2 separate regions of the Bicyclus anynana genome follow, and region 2 is linked to region 1. The links are chromatin contacts, called in public Hi-C maps. All regions are on one chromosome and are shown on one strand. Each heading gives the region's core, a stretch centred on a gene start, on an enhancer-like site or on the middle of the called end of the contact. The rest is flanking DNA. Distances are from core to core; before and after follow the strand shown. Region 1 overlaps LOC128198436 (a long non-coding RNA gene). Region 2 overlaps LOC112057786 (homeobox protein abdominal-B).

Region 1 (6,908 bases), core at 1,517-4,016:
GTGATTTAAAAACTAACAAGGCAGAATGCTATGTTTGAGACGAGTCAAATGCCACCAGAGGAGTTTATGACTTAGGAACTTGTGTCTCTTTACTTTGTGCCATTCCTGTAATAATAACGATAGTTAGAAGTTGCCAATTGTTGATTTTACCGATTTAATACTTTAAACTACTATGTTCTTGATTTTCTTTATTCCAAACGTCAATAAATATTTCTTTCTATATCGGCATTTTTTGTGATAATTACTAACTATCGACTCTAAAAGAAGAAAATTTTATCGTGTATAGCGTCATAAGCCTACATAATTAAAAAAAAATATTTTGTTTATCTGCAATAATGACACTAGTGATACCCGGTGTCACAAAAACCTTCGTATCACTTTGAATAAATATGAAACTTAAAGTTTTATTCTTTTGTTATATAAAATGATAATCACTTTGTCATGTTTAATCTATAAAAACAACAAAAATTAAGATTATCTCCCGTAAATCGAATTATAAACATTGAAAATGCTCTCCTGTAAAACAGTAGTTTTTGAGAAATGTCAATGTTGTTGCAAATGAGCGATATGTTAATGTAGCTAGAACAGGTAATCATTCTATGCACATTAAGTAGACTTTATTTCATCACAATTCCAATTCCAACAAGAATCATAGAACAAGTAATTCATTTACATTGCGATACCATCTTTAGATAACTTGATTATTGTAGAAGCTTTAATGATATTGCGCCAGTGAAGTGTTATAACCGCTAGAGAATTGTTTGTTAAGGTAGTTAATAAAATAAAAAAAAATACAATTTAGCAACTAAGATTTATTTAGGCAATTCAAATTTATTGACTAAATTAAGAAAATCACTTAGGTAAAAATACTTAATTACAATAATATTTAGTGCCTTCGGCCAAGACTAGTTAGTTGTAGTCTTACAGTAAAGACATACTTCCCACCAAGAGACATTTTAATTTTACGGCTATCTGAGCGGCTACGTAGAAGCCAGTCAGATAAAGTACAACCAGCACTCCTTTCTAGAAACCATATTTTAAAGGTCTTGTCACACAATACAGTCTCGCAAAATTAAAAAAAATTGCAGTAGCCGCAAATTTCGTAATAAAAAACAGGATATTTTTTTTATCTAAATACACTAACTTATACATTATTATAATATAACATTAATTTATCGACAACAGCTAATATTTTCATCCCAAGTTTTACTGTTTTGTCTAGTTCACTAGAACTCTCTAGATGCAATAACATATCACTGCTTAGTACTGACTGATGTGAATAATTATGTATGTTAAATTATTCCTCATTATAAAGCAAATGATTATATTTTGGCTCAAGACACTTTGTATTTTAATTTAGCAGAACTAAGAAATATTTTTTTTGTCTATTTATGGGGATATTTTTTTTTATCATATTAAATACGAATACTCAATTAACAAAAAACGTTACCAACTATTTATTATGCCCCAAATACTGTTATTCAAATGAACCCAACTTCATTCTACTCGAAGTAAGTATTTGATAAAGTTCTATTTTAAGTTCCGGTAGCCGCGTATAAGATCGTATCTGAAAATTTTAAGATTGTTCAATTAATGTTTTTTTTTATGATCTTACATCATCCATACTAATATTATAAATGCGACAGTATGTTTGTCTGTCTGTATATTGCCTTTTCACGGCTGAAATGCTGACCGATTTACATGAAATTTAGTAGGTTTAGAGATAAAGTGGATTTTGGACATAAGCTACTTTTTATCCAGCAAAAATCCATGGTTCCCGTTTTATAATACACATTAAAACACAAATTAATCTTCTAATTTTTGTTCTTTAGTAGGTAGGTATCATAAACCATCACGTCGAAACGTGTTCCAAAGATTTGCTTTGCTTTGTTTTGATTTGGCAAAACGCGAATTTACTACGTTCCTACGTCATCTACGAAATGATGCTTTATTTTAGTTTTGAACGATCAACCATTAAAAATTAAAATTATTTTGTTTACTTTGGATATCATGAAATACTTTATGTGACACCAGGTTAAATAAAACAACACAGTTAGATTTTACGTTTTTTTAATTCAAGTGTTATCTAGCTAAACGTATAATATAGTATGTCGTATGTTCATTACCATAAGAAAATAATCAAGTAAGAAAACAATCAGGAAAAAATTCCGACAAGAAATTTCCATCGTCATCGTCAATAGCTATGAAATAGTACCGAAGTCAAACGATATTATTAACAAGAAATTATCCTGTATATATAGCATCATGTATAAACTATATAGTATAAATTTTGCCGACGGTTTGAAATGACAAAGACTTGACTGTAATTGGATAATCTTTCTTTTATATCGAAAACAATAATCTACTCTAATATTATAAAGAAGAAAGTTTTGTATTTTTTATGTAATCACTCACAAAAAAACGACAACAAAACTCAAAAAGCAAAATTTACTAGAAACAAATAAATATGAACTGAGATTTTTTTATTAAATAGTGGTAATTGGATATACTCGTAGTGTGTAATTTCCAAATACAAAGATTTAAAAATTAGTTTTATTCGTCATATTGTTAAAAATATATCCAAATACAAAATTGCAGATGCAACTTTATACAAAAGCTCCGTAGCAGTTTAGTTTCATTTGCCTCAACTAGATGTCGCTAGCAGTCAGTTCCTAGCTTGGCTTTTGTTTGCTTTACTCTCGTTGAACTCTTTTGACTGTGTGGGTGTACCGGCTTTACGTTTACTACAACTACAGGCACACATTGTGTAGACGTCGCGTAAATATAGAGCTCTACGAGTGGTCTCTACGCACACATTGTCACTGTCTTATCAGTATAGTAGGACGCGGTAAATAAAGCGTAGTAGTGTGTGTGAACACGTTGTTTCTGTCAATGTATTTCAATGCGAGAGTTTTAGTCTCCACTGCCAGTAGATGGCGCGACTTTTAAGTTTCACTACATTTTAAGTTTTATTAGCTTGACTAGTTGTAGACAAAATCATAAAACGTATATTTATAGTCTAAGGCTTCATTAGTTAAATAATAATTATGTAATCTATATTTACCTACTGACAACCATTTTAACACTGGGACACTTTTTTGGAGTTCATTAGGGTTGAAAATTTTCTAAAAAGCTGACAAATTTTAGTTAGGTCTTAAGTTTTTTAAAAGTAGGTAGGTAGTTGGATAAAAACATATTCACAAATAAAAACTATACAACCAAAGTTCTACGCTGATACTTTTATTTTTTTTTACTATATCTAGATTTATATTTAGATTTAAATCTAGATTAATTCTAGCTGTAGATAACATGTTCTCTAAATTGAATAAAAATTTAAATATTCACAAATAAAAATTACACAAACAAGGTCCTACGCTGATATTTTTTACCTTTGCAACTTATTATTCTATTTTTTTTACCTTTGCAACTTATTATTGTAATGAGTTTATCCTTATACTAAATTATAAAGACCTACTTAGATATTAATATGTGAAAATATATCATATATTTTCGTTATAAATTTCGAGACTTAATTAATTGGTTGAATCCTACTCAGAGTACCTAGTATAGATAATTATAATTTATCACACTATAATAATAAGCTACATGCGATAGATATACCTACTACCTATACTTGGGTAACTATACGCGTTCTATTTTATGTAATGCCATAGCCAGACTACCCAAGTCTCGCGGGAAGTAGCGAGGAAAGTAAGCAGGGAAGTTATATGGCGTTACTCGTCTTGCCGCATAGCGTTCCGCGCGCGAGTAATTCCGCGAGTAAAGTATGTGGCTCGGCAAGACATTATCGCGGCAGCACGAGAAGCATAGTGTGGCAGCCGGGTGAGGAATGTGCGCGTGCCCATTACCTAAGTTTTATGAATCGTTTTTTGAGTCCGTCCGTCTTCACTGTAACGTGTACAAAAACTTAGTTTATACTTAGGTAAATACATACACACAATGATTGGTAACGTGCCATGTTCATATTACCATTATTTTTTAGATGTAGAGTTTATATTATTATTATATCTAGATTTATATTTAGATTGAAATATAGATTAATTCTAGTTGTACCTAGATAAAATATTCTCCAAATTAAATCTGCATTCGGTCAACTTGATAAATTTTGTCTCATGCAAACTTGAACGTGTGTATAAGCGATCATAGAGGAGTTAATTAATGTTTATATCTACTGCCTGGTTCAATAGTACCTACCTAAGCATGTGATTTCGGTTCACGCGGTACTTGGATTAATCTATAAAATAATGAACTTCTTTTTTCCAAGATTTTTTTTTTATAAAATTTTCAGCCCAATGAAGTTGTTAAGTTTGTGGTATCACCACCGTGCCTAGGTAAGTATGCTTAGCCTTTGGTCCTGGTCAATATCGTCAACATATTGTAGTGATCGCTAAAGTCAAACATCACCTTAGAGTGATGAGGGGTAGGTTAGCGGACCAGACCAAATTGGAGCCGCGTGGTATGTCGCAGCTCCATATCTTTTTTTCTTTTTTGTTAAAAAGGAAGGCTATATATAACCCAGCTAATGATGATGATAATAAATAGGTACCTACTTATTATGTAGAGCTGTACAATTTTATTGAAAATCTACTCTATACCTAATACAGCTGTAGAGGTTGGTTGTTTGAGCCTCTACGTCTACTTAATTATTTTATTAATACCTATCAGCAGTAGTGTGCAGTTCATACATGCAATAAAGCAATACCTATCCTGAGGACTCATTACAAACCTACATCTGAGAAGGACTTTTTCATTTTTGTGCAATTCGTACCTATAGTGCATACCATAGTTGAAAGCCTTGTGCACGCCACTGATGTCAGTAGCTAATACTAAAGGTAAAATGGCGCGGTTGCGATAACAGCAGGAAGAGGACCAACGTGACATCCTGTGCCACGGAAGCAGTTTTGTACAATAAGATGAATCCTCCGATAAGTAGATCCGAATTCCGAAGGTTTCGTTTATGAAAATATACGGTACGGTACGGTACGGTATACGGTAATATATTTATAGTATTTTCAGATAACATCAGTCAAGTTCTTAATATCACTTCCAGTCTTAACATTGGTTGAATACCGACCGTAGAAATGTTGACAGTAATTTTTACGGTACGCATTTAGTTCGTTCGTCACCGGAACTACTAAACGGATTTTCACGCAATTTTCATAGTTCAATAAATAAATTAACCGATAATAAAAATATTTTTTTCCAATAAAACTTGATCAGGCATTTTCGTGCCAAAAAAGACACTCGAAAAATAAAAATACTCTGGTATAGGTATTTACGAAAATTTCTGCATTAAATATCGATTACAATCATATCTAATTGTTTAAGTAATCACGTTAAAATTGGATCAGTGTATTTTTCTCAACGAAGATAAGTAATAACTGACAAGTTTTTTTCGAAAACAGGATAAGAAACCGGACGGCTTCGGGAACCAGCTGCAAAAAAAAACTAGTTTCTCCCAGCGGCCATTTTGTGAAACTAAATCGATTGGTGGCCAAAAATCAATTGTCACGCATAACCTTTCCCTATTGGCCCACTTTTTACATTGGGGTGACACAATGGACTCCGCTTTCCCCTTTTTTGCTCCTGGGACCCTTTTAAATATGAATCCAATAGGTTCAAACCTCCACATACTTCTCTGCTGACTAGAAGCTTAGAATACAACAAAAAGAACAAAATTTAAACTTTCAAAATTATTTATTTTTTTACAAGGAGCAGTCATTTCTGATATAGGTAAGAAGTCTTTTTTTATTTATCGAAATAGTATATATTTTCGAATTTGATATTTAATTAATTAATTGTTTTTAACCGACTTCCAAAAAGGAGGAGGTTCTACGGTCGGGTGTATGTATGTTTGTTTTTTTTATGTACGTCCAGCGACAATTCCGTCATTTATGGACCGATTTTGAAAATTCTTTTTTGTTCATCTTGAATTATTTTCTGCACATAATCTAACAATGTAGTGTAAGCAACGAACTCTGTAAATCTTCTTTCCTAAAAATAATGTATTGTTAATATTATTCACGTGCCTATAATTACATACACACATGTTTGTTAATTTACCTACGTACGAATTAATAATTTACTTAGCTACTAGCTACTGCTAACTCTGTTCAAAATCCCCTTATGTTCAAAATTCCCTGCATGTAAAATTCCCATTTTTGTGTGTTATATTAAAATCCTTTTAATATAACTAAGTTTGAATTTCGAACTCTTCCATGGCTTAATTCCCATTTTTGTGTGTTATATTAAAATCCTTTTAATATAACTAAGTTTGAATTTGGAACTCTTCCATGGCTTACTTCCCGTATATTGACTTTGCAGATTTGTCAACTTCAAAGACAAACGAAGCACGTCTTTACGAGTGAACTCAACTATGTCGCATAGCTCGCCCGCGCCGTCTCGGTATCAACGACCGTGGGTGAGTTCCAGTAATGAAAGGTCGTTGGTGTAAAGTTATGTGCCCGCTGCATTATTGAACGCTAGCTTTCAAATGCGACTTCGTTTGCAATGATTTGTCACACTGATACCGACTTTTTGACGTGACAACGTCTTTTAATTTGATGGAGCCGGCTGTAAAATTGAAAAAATATGACGTCATGCATCGTTCCCTCGCTCTAGGTTTTCCAACTTTTTTACAAGAAATAAATTATATTCTGGTCTAAGAAGATTAAAAAACAGTATTTCAGAAAAACGAGCAGTATTTTATTTATTTAATTCTTATGACGTTGTCACGTTCAAATATAGTCAGTAAACCGACTTTACAGACAACCAGGATTGCAAAGGTAGTTTAAAAAAATAATTAGAATTTTAGGCAATAAAAAGTCCATCAGCCTTAGGTGTTGTGACACTAGATATCTCGTGAAGAGAATAAGGCAAATGTCGAC
Region 2 (6,908 bases), core at 1,247-3,746, 130 kb after region 1:
TGAAGAATATAAGTTTCCAACCCAAGTATCGTCTATGGAAAGCAACAATTGTTTAAAAGTAGCACAAATATTGGTGTTTAATTTGAGAGAGAAGGTTCCAATTAATAATAGCGTTTTAATAACCTATAAAGAAAACTAAGTTTAAATAGTCTTAGCAGTAGTAGGTACCTGATACAGTCAGTATCAATTGTTATGATTTTTATGAATGAAGAATATAAGTTTCCAACCCAAGTATCGTCTATGGAAAGCAACAATTGTTTAAAGAGGACATAATGACGAGTGGAGTTGTCAATTACGTGGGGATAGGTAGCGATCAGAGGCAATAAATGTGCGGGTTCCGTTCGCCCATAAAAGTTACCTACCAGACCGCGGGCAAGTCCTTTGATAAAATACACCCGCTTGTTCCAACGGCTTAAGGTCCAAAATCTTACGTTGTCGGCTCGCATTTTGTTTCTGTCATTCCGGTTATGGCTTTGAAATGAGAGGGTTATTTAGCAATGCATGTTGTACTGTTTTAAAGAAATGCTAAATCTGTATGCTTGCTAATTAAACGGGACATTTCCGAAGCTTTTATTAAAATTGCTTTGTTAGTACGTTTGCTTTTTCCGGATCAATATTGATAATTCAATTTATTATAAAAAATTGTTGATAAAATCTCAAGTAATATTATAAAGAGATTTCTTTTTTGTTTGTTATAAATAAGCTCTGAAACTACTAAATTGATTTTGAGAATGAAAACTACGCTGGTTGGCTATGAAATATAATTGAGCAGACATTTGGTAAAGTCTGATAATGCAATAATTTGCGAAGGAGCTGATCTGATGATGGAACCAGAATGCAGACAGAAGAATTCCTCGACCACTAAATTTAATCCTGATGACGAGAATTTAATAAAGACTACCCTATAATATATCAATATTGATTGATTTATCTCTTTGCTGAAAGTAAAAGGCTAGACTATACTAGGCACCTAGGCTGTAGAAAGTCACACAATCTAACCAGTAATGAAACCAGATAGAAAGCATTTATTAGAACTTATGCATAATAATATGTTATCTACATGTGTCTTTATTTCTAGCTCATGAAGAGGGTTTGATTTTGTTTATTTATACAATGTAGACTGGATCTCACAAGGCAGACTTACTATGACGCTAGATCGCTTGGCACTACATCTTTGTCTGCATGTGGTATCGAAAGTCAATCCATATCAGTTTGAAACCAAATTAAAAATCCCTAATTGATCCAAACTTGAAATAAATTCAGAACCTGCCAACTATAAATTATACGCGTACAAAACTGCGCCAGATATACGCTAAGAAACCACGATCGCGAATGAAAATCAAACCGGCTTGCGCGAAGTAAGGCTCCGAACAGAGCATAACTGTTCTTCAAACCGTTCGTAAGCCATAAATGCACAAATCAAAGTCAATGTCAACCTCAGGTGGGCCATAAACACACAATCATAAAGTGACGTGAACACTCGCATAACTTTTTCAACAATTGTTTCCTTTTAATGGCCCATTATATAGTACGTTTTACGCAAAATTATGTCAAGTTACACCTCTGCTGTAACAGAGGCGCGATAAACCCATCTTTATGGTTAGGCGGCGATCGAAAGCGAACTAGCGTCGTCCGTTTATGAATGGAGCCTTTTTATTGCTCTCATATTGACAGTCGAGGCTGCCTAATTACTACTTACTAGCGATTTGGGGAAGAAACCAGTATTATCATTGCACGTCTATGACGTAGTCGCGGTTTTACGATATCATAAAACTGATATACATCTACGGCTGTAGCGTAAGTCTCGTGTACAGTGTGTTCCTCGCCCCCAGGCTCTAGTTTGTTTTTTATCGCCTCATCAGCCTAAACAGTGTTTATTGTGGCAATATTTGGTTTATTGCCACCACTCAAAGATCGTCAGTTTATTGTCTTAACGCCCAGGTATCGTGTTTATTTATTAGTTATACATTTTTATTGGCGCTTTATTTTACGTAAACTTTAATTTATCGCCGGTTGTATAGCGCCGTTTAACATTGCCTATTAAACGATGCTTACGGCTCGTTTTTATACATTCGTAGCACGTGTTTCGTTCATTCATCAGATTTATGGTGCCTTGTGGGAAAATACTTTGATTTCGCGTCGTCTTTTTACGTTTTACACTCGAACAATAATATACCCAAAATTGACTCTACATTACCTAATACGAACGACTACCTTTTAGATGTTTAGATAACAACATTTTTGGCTTTCTATATTTGTACCTTCTTACCTATTGCAGGTCTCTGCATTCTAAAAATAGACACCTTTTCAAAATATAATCATCAATTTCTGAGCAAATAATATACTTACCTACATAGTTGCAAGGAAATAAAGAATACGAAACTGCAGCCACTGCAGCATTGCATGACGCTGATAATGATAAACTTACAACCCACACGGACGACACGTACAGTGGTGTGCGGCACGCACACCAACGCACGCACACATGGATCCGGCTGGAGCTGAGTGTGTGCACGTCGTCGCGCCTGCCATCTAGCGGCCAGCAGTGCCACCCACACCCACAAGGGTCAAGGTTGATAAACTCATCATAAATTATTTATTTACAAAATATATTCATCTGTCCCTGTGAGATTTTAATAAAGTCATTACCATGATATTAATTGACTACATACGTAATAAACACGTTCGAACCTTGAGACTTCACAGAACTATTTGTTTACAAATTTAAGAAATGTTTTCCTAGCACATGTGCCTTCGATAAGTTTGGTAAAGATTACAAACATTACGGTGCCGTGACCGGACGTCGAAGAAAACGTGTGCTCACGGGTCGAAGTTGTTTATAAATCTAGATTAGCTGTAGCGATACTGACCAGGCAGCGCGCTGGGCGGCGGGTAGGGCGCGCTGGACACGGACTCCGGCGCGTAGTTCCGCAGCCCGTACGCGTCGTGCGAGAAGCCGGACGCCTCGGACACGGCGGTGCGCCGCTCCTCGCCCACGTACGGCAGCGGCTGGTCGCCGCGCGGCGCCCCGTACGGGTAGTTCCAGCACGGCTGCGTGAAGCCTTGGTGGCAGCCGTCCGCGTAGGGCTTGTACTCGCCGCCGCCGGGCCAGAAGGGCAGGCCCGCCTTGCGCTCGCGCTCCACCGGCAGGTTGTAGTACGTGGGCCCGGCCGGGTACTGGTGCTCGAAGGGTGCGGGCGCGTCGGGCGGGTAGCCCCACGACTGCTGCGCGTGGCGGATGACGCCGGGCTCGGGCTCGTAGCGCTTGGCCGGGATGTGCAGCGGCTGCGGCGGGTTGGAGCCCACGGACGCCGGCGAGGCGCTGGACGCGGACGGCGGCGCGGCGGCGGGCGCGGCCGGCGGGGAGCCCCCCGGGGGCGACGCGTGCGCCTCCTCGTACAGCGCGCCGCCCACGCCGTTCATCATGCTCCACCAGGCCTGGCCGGTGGAGTGCCCGGAGGCGGGCGCTGGCGACACGGCGGCCCCGTCGCAGGCGCCGAGGCCCCCGACATGGTTGTCAGGGTACAGGGTGGCGGCCGGGCAAGCCACGGGTGAGCAGGAGCGGGCCGGCAGTTCACGCGCGTCGCGGGCACATCGCACCACGCGCACACGCGACCACGCAGCGGCACATGAAAGTCAAAACGCGGTTCCCAATTTAGCTTGCTGGCCGGACGAGAGACGACCGCGGCGACCCGACACTCTTGGAAAATATTCGGAAAACTGCACGTCTACGTTTCGACGTAGCGGTCAGTCAGTGTGATCTTATCAAAATTAAGTCCAGGTAGCACGAAACAGTTCTAAATATTAGATTAACAAAAAAAAATTAACGTCAAACAGTCCTCCGAACAGAGACGGATCTCAAAGGAAAAGTTCTGCAAAGCACTGATCGTAGTTTCCTATCGGCGAGAATGAAGTCGCGAGCGTATCGTAATGTGATCGCGAGGATGGAGAGAAAAAAAATACGAAGCGCGCGTTCGGCAGCGCGGTCGAGCGCGGAGTGGTGGCGCGCGGCGGTGTGCGGCGCACGGCGGGCGCACACAGGCAAGCGATGCGACGCCATCTAGCGGCGGGCGGACACACCGCCGCGCCGCCCGCCCGCACAAGCGACTCTACATTCGGCTCTCTTTATTTTTTATCGAAGGCTAGACTTCGACGTAAAGTTATTTTATTTTTAAATATTTATTCTTTATTTTCAGCTTATTGTATGTAGACTTAATATCTCAATAGTTACTCAATTTATGATGTACTTAATTAATAAAATTATAGTGTAAATTAATTAATCTACATAATATATTTTTTTCTTTTGATAGAACGTTATAAAATGAGTATAATATTTATAAATCCGTACAAAATACTAAAATAGTATTGTAATCATAAAACAATCAAAGTGAATCAGGGCAAGGGTTGCCGGTTTCCTGAGCGCGGGTGCGTAGTAAAGCGATTAATGGAGGCAAAATAGCCATAAACTGCCGTTTAACCAAACTGCAAGCGTCACCGACCATCGCCAACTTGCCACCGATAAAAAAGTCGAGACTTTATGACGGCAACTCACTCACGTTTTATTGTGAGTATAAACTTAATTTTATCGTCTGTTAATTTTACCACAAATAATCATAGTACTAGACACTTTATAATATATTGTTTTATGTTGATCGCAAGGTCGTGTTCTACTGTCTCATATTTTGGACAAAATTTTCTTACTTACGAGAGAAATACTCAAAATGTCGGAGCTCTTGACCTTACTTCAGCAAACGTTCAATGTGTAGACACATTTGTTACAGTATTTCCTAACCACTTACCTACTTATCTTACTTATCTAATATAATTTATTTTGTAAGTAAATAAATTAATTATCTTTGATTTATGATATTTCTTACAGGGAATATAAAGTAGAGAATATACTAAAGAAGCTCAAAGACCTTGAAGTAATACCTATAACCGTACAAAGGCGCGGCACACCCTTCCTTTTCACATATAAAGTCAAAGGGAACAATGAGGGTACACCCGATAAATCTTACAATATTTCACACCTATTGTAAGTACATGTTCTGTTTACCCAAGACACGGCTATAAAATGTGTCAGACGGACAATAGTAAAAACATACATGTAGCACATTATCGACCTTGTTAACAATTTCTTATTATTATAATAATTGAAAAGCTAAGTCAAAATATAATATGAGTTCACTAATTTCCCACACTTAACTATAAAGTACGAGCAATTACGAAGTTTACACAAAGGCAGCTGTCAGCGATGATAAGCCGATTTTTCGAGTTATGTATCTACATACGTGTCTATGGACTTTACAATAGGGATTACCACTACAGGTTACAAGTATAAATTTGCACTCTGCTACATAAAAACTCGTAGACTCGCTACTATTTTATTTTACACTTACACAAAATAGCACAGATTTAATATTTAACACAACACAGTACCTAAACGTGAAGCTATAATTATTTCTTTAGTTAGGTTTTATTTCAAAAAAAGAATTATTGTAAAATTGTTAAGAGAAGTTTTCTTTTGAGAATTATCTACTATTGTTTGCCGTAATAATTGCTATGAAATGCTTAATAGAAATTTAGTTTTTAGTACCAGATATATAAGTATGTATTTAATACATTTTATCTACTTATTTTCGTAACATAAAACTTTTGTAATAGAATTAAAATATAAAATAGAATTAAAGTGCGTTTTTCATTTGTAGTAAAAATTTTAAATGAAATTGCTTATACGTGGATAATGTAGGTGTCAACTGTTTCCCAATAAAAATTGGTTTGATAATTACTTTTTTACTTATTAAATTATTATATATTATAATAATAACCTAATAGGTACTCTAGATTCCTCAGTGTTTTTATGCTATATAATTTTTGTTGTTGGTTATTTTTCTTTACAATACCTGTACATAATGATTTTAAATTAAGCTCTATGTCCGTTTGCGACTTAGGTACGTCTACGCATGCGCGAGTTTTGATTTAGATTTAGAAATAGCGTCTTACTTTTAGCTAATTAAATTGTTTTCTTTTGCTAAAGTTTTTTATTGTTATGAATTAAGATGAAGTAGAGTAGGTATGAAACAGTGCCTTGGAGTTAAGTTCAAAACTCTACCTCTCTACATTAGGTATGTCTCGCATGTTAACTTACTCAAGTTTCATCAGCTATATTTTTAGTTATTATGGTGTGCCATAATAGACCAAAAGATAACTCCTCTCAGTTTGGTGTACAGATTCACAATTAGAATTTTTTTTAATAATTTTTTTTTAGTAGGTGTAAAAAATTATCAATTAAAAAGCCATTTTTTGTATTATTAATGACAATTAATTATTTGCTACTTGTGTATTATATTACACGAAATAGCATCTAGTTTGAACAAAATGTTACAAAAAAGATCCTTACAAAAAAACCTTCGTAGCACTCGCAACTTTTGACTTGGCCTAAGTATATCAGTAGAGTTGTATGTTGAAACAGAAAGCACTGTGAGATTTTAAAAAACGAACACTATCCTGATAAAACGTCGAAGGAACAAGACGCATTTGAGTCGTGTTGAATGACAGAAACAAACATAGGAACAAGTGTGCGCCGCGCGGCCCGGCTATAAATATTTACGTTAGGAAACGCGCCAGGCCAATGATCGCCCATACTGTATGCGTAAATAAAAGTGCGCTTTCTTATCTCGCTCGCGTTCCTTGCGCAAACGCCTCGGCTACAGCACATAATACAAACACATACATATATTACAACCACGTACGTGATTTAAATAAAACTATTTGTATTACATATGTATGTACCTATTGTATATTTAACTGGCGCTACATCATATTTGTACAATATTTGGGTGTGTATTGTATTTTCTATGATAAAAAAGATTAAGTGTCATTTTCAGTAACCTTTCAGTGTTACATCA

Evidence for each region. Hi-C and Micro-C count contacts between places; a contact is called where the count stands out from the background.
Region 2: a Hi-C map of whole body shows a contact between it and region 1, with 4 times the contacts expected there. The contact joins two enhancer-like sites. A contact is called at or near these places in 2 of 2 Hi-C or Micro-C datasets (whole body and whole larva).

The regions. Positions count from the first base shown.
Region 1 is chr10:6,355,070-6,361,977 of ilBicAnyn1.1, forward strand. It overlaps LOC128198436 (a long non-coding RNA gene), which reads left to right. Exons shown (of 5, transcript XR_008251162.1): 2 at 5,427-5,754; 3 at 6,346-6,442. Among protein-coding and RNA genes, the nearest start is that of LOC128198436, 27 kb to the left of the region's middle. Within about 2 kb of position 2,767, at least 8 of the 8 cell types and tissues checked have open chromatin away from gene starts, as enhancers often do.
Region 2 is chr10:6,482,920-6,489,827 of ilBicAnyn1.1, forward strand. LOC112057786 (homeobox protein abdominal-B) reads right to left here. Exons shown (of 7, transcript XM_052883841.1): 6 at 2,871-3,467. The coding sequence starts at 3,426. Among protein-coding and RNA genes, the nearest start is that of LOC112057794, 61 kb to the right of the region's middle. Within about 2 kb of position 2,497, at least 8 of the 8 cell types and tissues checked have open chromatin away from gene starts, as enhancers often do.